Linked DNA regions of Mus musculus: region 1 is linked to region 2. A link is a contact called in public Hi-C data. All regions are on one chromosome and are shown on one strand. The core of a region is the stretch at or near the end of the contact, and the rest is flanking DNA. Distances in the headings are between cores, read along the strand shown. Region 1 overlaps Cers6 (ceramide synthase 6). Region 2 overlaps Cers6 (ceramide synthase 6).

Region 1 (3,169 bases), core at 609-3,108, 74 kb before region 2:
CCCAGGTTGACCCTGAACTCAGGAGCCTTCTGGATCGGTTTCTTAGTAGCATGTGCTTTGTCCAGCTCTCAAGGTTATACTGAGAACCAGCTTTAGAAAATTCAAATGTATGTCAAGAGGAAAACAAAGGAGGAAAAGAATAGCATTTCCAGTGTAATTTGAAAAATACCCATCAGCTCCAACATTTATGGGATATTACCCAGAATGCTCCTCTGCCAAAGGCAGGTGTCATGCCAGAGTAACTGAATGAATTCATACTTTATCTAGAGAAGGAATGGCCATAATAATGAACCAATGTTAAGGATTACATTTTCAATTTCCACATTTTATCTAAAGGGCTATATTAAGTTATGGCAAGTGATCTGTAGTTCTCACTCTTACATCTTAGTTGCTCTTGCTCTGTGTGCATGGACGTGTGTGTGTGTGTGTGTGTACGCAAGAAATCAACCTCTGCTGCATTCCATAAGAGCTGTCTATCTTGTTCTGAGACAGAGTCTCCCACTTGACCTCCAGCTGCTGGGTTGGCTGGGCTCTTTGCTAGTGAGTCTCAGAGACCATCCTGTCTCTCAACTCTCTGGTACTGGAATTACAAGCATGCAACTGGGCTTGTTCACAATGATTCTGGGCAGTGAACCCAGGTCCTTTCTGCTTGTGCTTAACTGAGTTCTCTCTCCATACCAAGCTGCTGTTTAGAATTGCTTGTTTGCTAGGATGGTGATGGGGCCACATCTGGTCCCCAGCCTGGGTCTGAAGCTTCTACTGCAGACACTGCAGGATACTGGGCTTTCCCAGAGTGCAATGAGCCTGATCCACAGTGGGATCTAGCTCCCTTCCGTTGTCTGCATCTTTGACCAAAGCTGCTTCTACATGTGAGATTTCTTCCACCCTGTGGTCACACACCAGAGTCAGATCATATTTATAGACGAATCTGATCCTTTTATTAGATTACTGAAGGTAGGCAGCATGCCTTTCTTCTCCTGTACCTTGTCCTGTGCCTTCTGAATGGGCGGGGGATTCATCCAGATGAGCATAGTCAGCCTACCAGGACCACAACTCTAAAAATACATGACTCTTCCTCTCTGAGCACCCATCCATGTCAAGAGCTCCACAGTTAGGGGTGGGGGCTGCATGCACCTTCCCATTCATGCTGGAATATTAACTGTTTTGATCATGTGTTGGTCTTGCTGCTGTGAATCCTGAGTGTAGTAAACCTGTTATGTCAGGAGGCACTGTTTTACCCAAGTCCTCCACAACCTTTGGCTCACAGTCTTTCAGTCTTCTCTCAAACACAATAGCAATGTCAGCCCCTGACAAGCACCATATTCATTTTTGCGTTAATGAAGAAGGGAAGTTTGAAGGACACAGGATAAACAGCTATCTGTCCCGCCTTTACAGTGGACAGCAGCAGCCCAGGACCAGATGATCTGAAGGAACACACAGATCTCTCATGGGAGCATAGGCTGGCTGCACAGAAATGTCTGATTCACATCAATGCCTTGGCCTAAGAACCCTTCACTCCCCACACACCCAGACAAGACCATGAGAACACACATAGTTGTCACAAACACAAGTGGTCCATCTCTTTATTTCTCCCAGAAAGCTGATTTTTAAGGAGGGGGAAAAATCAGGCAGTATTTCATGATGACCATTGTATGTGAAAGCCATCAGCTCTTGAATTTTAGTAAAACACAGTTGAATTAAAAAAAAAGAAAAGAAAAACGGTTTGTGTTGAATGCAGCGTGTGATTTTCCTGTGTGGCAGAGGTCCCTGCTGCTGATTCCTAATGCAGAGAGACTGTGCAGGTGCGGGCTCTGATTCACAGATCAATACTTCATCTCTAATTACCCGAGCCCTCCTGTGCACTACTACTTTCTATTCCCCATGGAAACGGGACATGAATACTAATGCGATCCAGTTGTCAGGCACTGCCTGTAGCCAGCGCAAGTCTGCAAAGCCAACTTCGTCACAGCATACAAATGAGGAGTAATATTTTTCACAATCAAGCTCTGCTCCAGACTCATGAGAAGTCCATGCCTTTAGGGGACTCATAATGAATATATTTCAATGAGTGTTATTTTAGTAACCTCTGAAATCTAAGTTTCTTCCCCCACCCCCACCCCCTTCAGTCCTGGAGTTTCTACAAGTCGATATAGCATTGAGGAACCTCGAAAGAGACTTATCAGACTCAGGAATGCTTGGGACAATTACAGAAAAGCATGTAACATACTTTAAGGTCAGAGCAATCATTGGTATTTGGGGACCAAGTAACCATGACCTTGACTCCCCCGTATCCATTCCAGCTTCGCGGAGTCCTGAAGTCTTGCTGCTTGGCTGCCTGCAGAAAGCTGTCATGAGATGTCATTCTCTCTAGATGTGCCTGCATTCAAAGTAGGACAACTGGGGACAGGGGGTTGAGGGGAAGCACTTTTCCATGTCCTTTAGAAGACACAACAGTAAACCAAAGTGCTGCTTAACTATGAACCATCACATCAGCACTGGCTCAGTCCCTAAAACACCTGAACAAGGTTAATTTGCCTGACCACTTTACCTCTAAGGTTGAGGAAATGCATCATACACCACAGAACCTGGCCTTCAGTGAGCAACAAGATAACCACACTCAGAATTCACAGCAGTAAAGATCAGCTATATCACTACTGTGACTGTAGTTATTGTTAGTCACACACATTTTACCCTGCCTATTCACTAAGCCAGGAGTTGTCCTCCCAGTCATTATCCCACACGGAAAAAAGTGAAAAAAAAAAAAACACTCTTTAAAGCACCACACAGAATGAAGAATTTGAGTCATTTCCTAACACAGACCATATAAATACATTTGAAATGTAGCCTCGGCTATCACCCATAGCTCATAGCCCCCACATTCAGAAAGCTAACCCAAGAAGATTGCCAGTTCAAAGAGGGCTTGGGTAACACAGCAAGACCCTGGCTTAAGAAATAAACAAAAGAAACAGAGCATCCTACAAAAATACAGAGAACTTGAGTTTTAGCAGGATCACACACAGGAGGACAAAATCTGCCCTGCAAGTACAGTAGGGTTGTTCCAAGGCATTCCTGGTGATGCAATCATGGAAAGGGGTTTGTTTCCTAAGGAGAAAGCCCCAAATTAGGGCCATGGGAATGAGAGCAATATGAACAGCTAGACTTTTTACAC
Region 2 (3,397 bases), core at 392-2,891:
TGTGTTGGCACTCTTGGGAAACCAGCTCTCTCCTGGCAAGACCAGTGCATAAAGGGCTTCGGAACAGCCCCACCTCCTGGGTGCAGATGAAGGCAGGAAGGACCCTGTCCCCACTGCACTTCTGTTTCTGTGGCCTGTGAGCTTTTTTTTTTTTTTTTTTTTTTTTGGTTTTTCGAGACAGAGTTTCTCTGTGTAGCCCTGGCTGTCCTGGAACTCACTTTGTAGACCAGGCTGGCCTCGAACTCAGAAATCCGCCTGCCTCTGCCTCCCGAGTGCTGGGATTAAAGGCGTGCGCCATCACGCCCAGCATACCAATTCTTAATTAACATCTTCAATCAACTTGTCTCAATGCACTCCAAGAGTATTTAAATGTTTTCCTCCTTCTTCTTGGGTCTTATTTTATATTTATATATATATATATATATATATATATATATATATATATATATATCATCCTTTCTTATAATCATTTAACTGACTTATCTGTTTTATCACTTGGATATAAAAAGCCATTTATTCTGGTAATTTTGCACTGCAATTTTGTTGTTGTTGTGTGATGGTGTCTCACTCAATTGTCATCCTTTTAAAGGTTTACGATGACGTAATTGTGTACTACCAAAACGCAAGCTCCATAAGCATAGAAAACCTTTACTATCCTTTTCACTGGTGCCTATATGATAAAATGACTTATAAAGGTTTCTGTATACGTGAATATTTAAAAAGAAAGGTTGCCTCTTCCTTTTAATTTAAATGACTTATCTACTCACTGGCTCAAGCCCACAGGAGCAGTATGTAAAATTATCACTCCTTCCTCCCCCTTCTTTGTGTTCCCCACCCAACACTTGTCAACAATATAATCTTTCTTGGAGTTTGCTTTTGTACTATTAAATAGGCTTCTCCTGCCCTCTGATTTGCCAGCATTAGCTGATCTACCGCCCCCAACTACTAAGCGATTCTGCAACCAGAGACTTCCCATCAGCTTCTCCTCAGTTCAAGTTAGTTATCCTTTTTAAACTTCAAGAACTCACAACTTCAACATTCTGTTCTGACACCATCCCTCACATTTCTTCATTTCTTTAGTTTTACAGTTTAAATATATTCAAAACTCACAAACTTTCCCAGTAATCTTGTATAATCTTCTGGTTAGCTAAAATATATGACAACAATCTCCTTAAGATGGAAAAAAAAAATGAGGACAAATTTTAGAGAATCTGTCTACAATTTTTATACAAGAATTAATTTATTATCTGTGCGGGGAGGAGGAGGAGAAGGGAGAGAGGGAGTGGGAAAAAGAGAGGTGAAGAGAGAGCTCACACATGTGTTTGTATGTACTTGAGCAAGTGCCTGAAGATGCCCACATAGAACAGAAGGATATCAGATCCCTAGGACTGGAGTTATAGGTGTTTATGACTCACTTGCCATGAGTGCTGGGAACTGAACGCTGGTCCTCTGGAAGAGCAGCAAGCACTCAACCACTGAGCCACTTTTCTAGCTCCTGACTCCAGCTGTGACTGGAGAAAAGGGGGATCAGTAGCGCCCCCCCCCCTTGGCAGAGCCATCACTCCTTTCCCATCTGCAAGGGATCTGGGGAGGTACTAGAGTACACAGGAAGTAAAGGGTTAAGTGAAATTGGGACTCCATTATGCACTTTGCATGCAGCTGTCACCACAGTCTGTGGAACTAGATGGTGATTCAGATATTGGTGTATCACACAGACTCTTGTGAGAAACTCCTCTCCTATGCTCTCTGCTGGAAGACCAATAAGATCACTGGTAACACCATGCTAATCTTTGGTAAAATAGTACTTCTGTTGGACACTGGTGCCCATCTGAGGTCAAGAGACATTTTTTTGTGTCTCCCTCAGAAAAGGTAATCAACAACATAAAATGTCGCTTCATAACTGCTACATATTTTACCCTCATAGCTTTAGAACCAATTTAAATAGGAAATTCAAATTAAAAATATAATGAGATAAGGGGATAAAACCAGTTAAAAGACAGACACTCAAAAATAATCATTGGGGAAAAATAATCACTTGGTGTATTTAAATGGACTAAGAGCCATTAATAACTCTAGGTCTTTTGGCTCCATTCCCAAACTTCAGAATCTGAATCTGTGAAGATACAATGTAGCAGCGTGTGCACTCCTCAGAAGAGTGATGCAATGAGAGTGTGGAAACAGGCTGAAATAGATGCTGTATCATTCACTAAATGCTCTGTGTGTGTGTGTGTGTGTGTGTGTGTGTGCACGCGCGTGTGCATGCATGCTGTGTTGTTGTTGATTTAGTTAATCCTCATGAAAGCCTGTGAGTTTATTATTTGGAGATTTCTAAGGTCTCCAAAGGTTAAAAAAAAAATTGCTGAAGGCCAAACTTTAGTAAGGAAAAGGTAGCGTGCCAACTTACAGACTCAGGTCTGTCTCAGGTCCTACCAGGGTCCTAATTATTTCCTCATGTTTCTATGGTGTTTAGAATGTGATAGATTTCCCTTTAAGGTGGGAGGTAGGTTCTCCACAGTATTTTATATGACAGATTTTATCTGTAGAGCAGAGGAAGGAGAGAGAGAAAAAAGAGAGACAGATGTTATGACAAGAGAAGAAACTGATGAAGAATGTCATGACTTATATCCATCAGCTGATGTCAGAGGTAAGAGTGACCTGAGCAGAGAAGATGAGCAGTACTGTCACACAGAGCAGGGGGTCACATTCTAAAGGGAGGTTAATGCTCTATGGCTTATATTTTAAAAGTCTACACCATTTTTCAAATGTAATGTGTTCTTGCAAGTCAAATCTAACAGAAGCAATGACCATGTGCAAGCATGCCAAGAGTCTGGGCTCATACAGAAGTCCCACATAGGCATTTATTGTCCCCTTTCCATCTCCTGCCCCCCCCCCCAGGATCCACCTATCCCATTTCCTCTGTCCCCTACCTACTTATAACTACTGCCTTCAGATCCCCAGAAGGGTCATGGGAAACAAGGGTGGAGCAGAGAAATGTGAGATGTGAGATAGGCTTTGTTTCTCGCTGAGGTTTTCTGGTATGGGGCTGGGCTGCTACCTCTGTGCTTCATTCATGGGTGACTCAGCTAAGGTGACTCTTGCCTACTTGCAATCTTGTAGCAGAGACTGAGATGCTTTTAGAGGCCATCTATCCATCATGTGTGGGCGATGAGCCTGTAGTTGGGAGAGAGGCCTGTCTGAACTTTGCCCCCAGTGCCAAGGCACAGTGTGTCCAACAGTAGCTGGAGGAAAGGGGAATCTGACAGCCAGCAAGCTATGTTTGTACTTAGTCATACAGCCTCCCCAGGCATTTTTGAGGCTGTGTACTTGTTCCATCAATATCTCCTGCCTACAGACACTACAGAACAAACAACATGGCTCAGCAGGGCTGGGAATGTGG

Evidence for each region. A called contact is a pair of places that touch in the nucleus more often than the background predicts.
Region 1: a contact with region 2 is called in a Hi-C map of Sertoli cells, with 4 times the contacts expected there. The contact joins two enhancer-like sites. A contact is called at or near these places in 3 of 484 Hi-C or Micro-C datasets (Sertoli cells, liver and nephron progenitors), 3 of 115 datasets of contacts at active chromatin or transcription factors (embryonic stem cells, intestinal crypt epithelium and intestinal villus epithelium) and 2 of 9 other capture datasets (adipose tissue and pancreatic islet).

The regions. Positions count from the first base shown.
Region 1 is chr2:69,010,345-69,013,513 of GRCm38.p6, reverse strand. All of the region lies in intron 4 of Cers6 (ceramide synthase 6), which reads right to left. Among named protein-coding and RNA genes, the nearest start is that of Gm52515, 44 kb to the right of the region's middle. Within about 2 kb of position 1,858, at least 40 of the 459 cell types and tissues checked have an H3K27ac peak or open chromatin away from gene starts, as enhancers often do. A contact at or near this core is called in Sertoli cells, where this site is marked.
Region 2 is chr2:68,935,730-68,939,126 of GRCm38.p6, reverse strand. All of the region lies in intron 2 of Cers6 (ceramide synthase 6), which reads right to left. Among named protein-coding and RNA genes, the nearest start is that of Gm52515, 31 kb to the left of the region's middle. Within about 2 kb of position 1,641, at least 24 of the 459 cell types and tissues checked have an H3K27ac peak or open chromatin away from gene starts, as enhancers often do. A contact at or near this core is called in Sertoli cells, where this site is marked.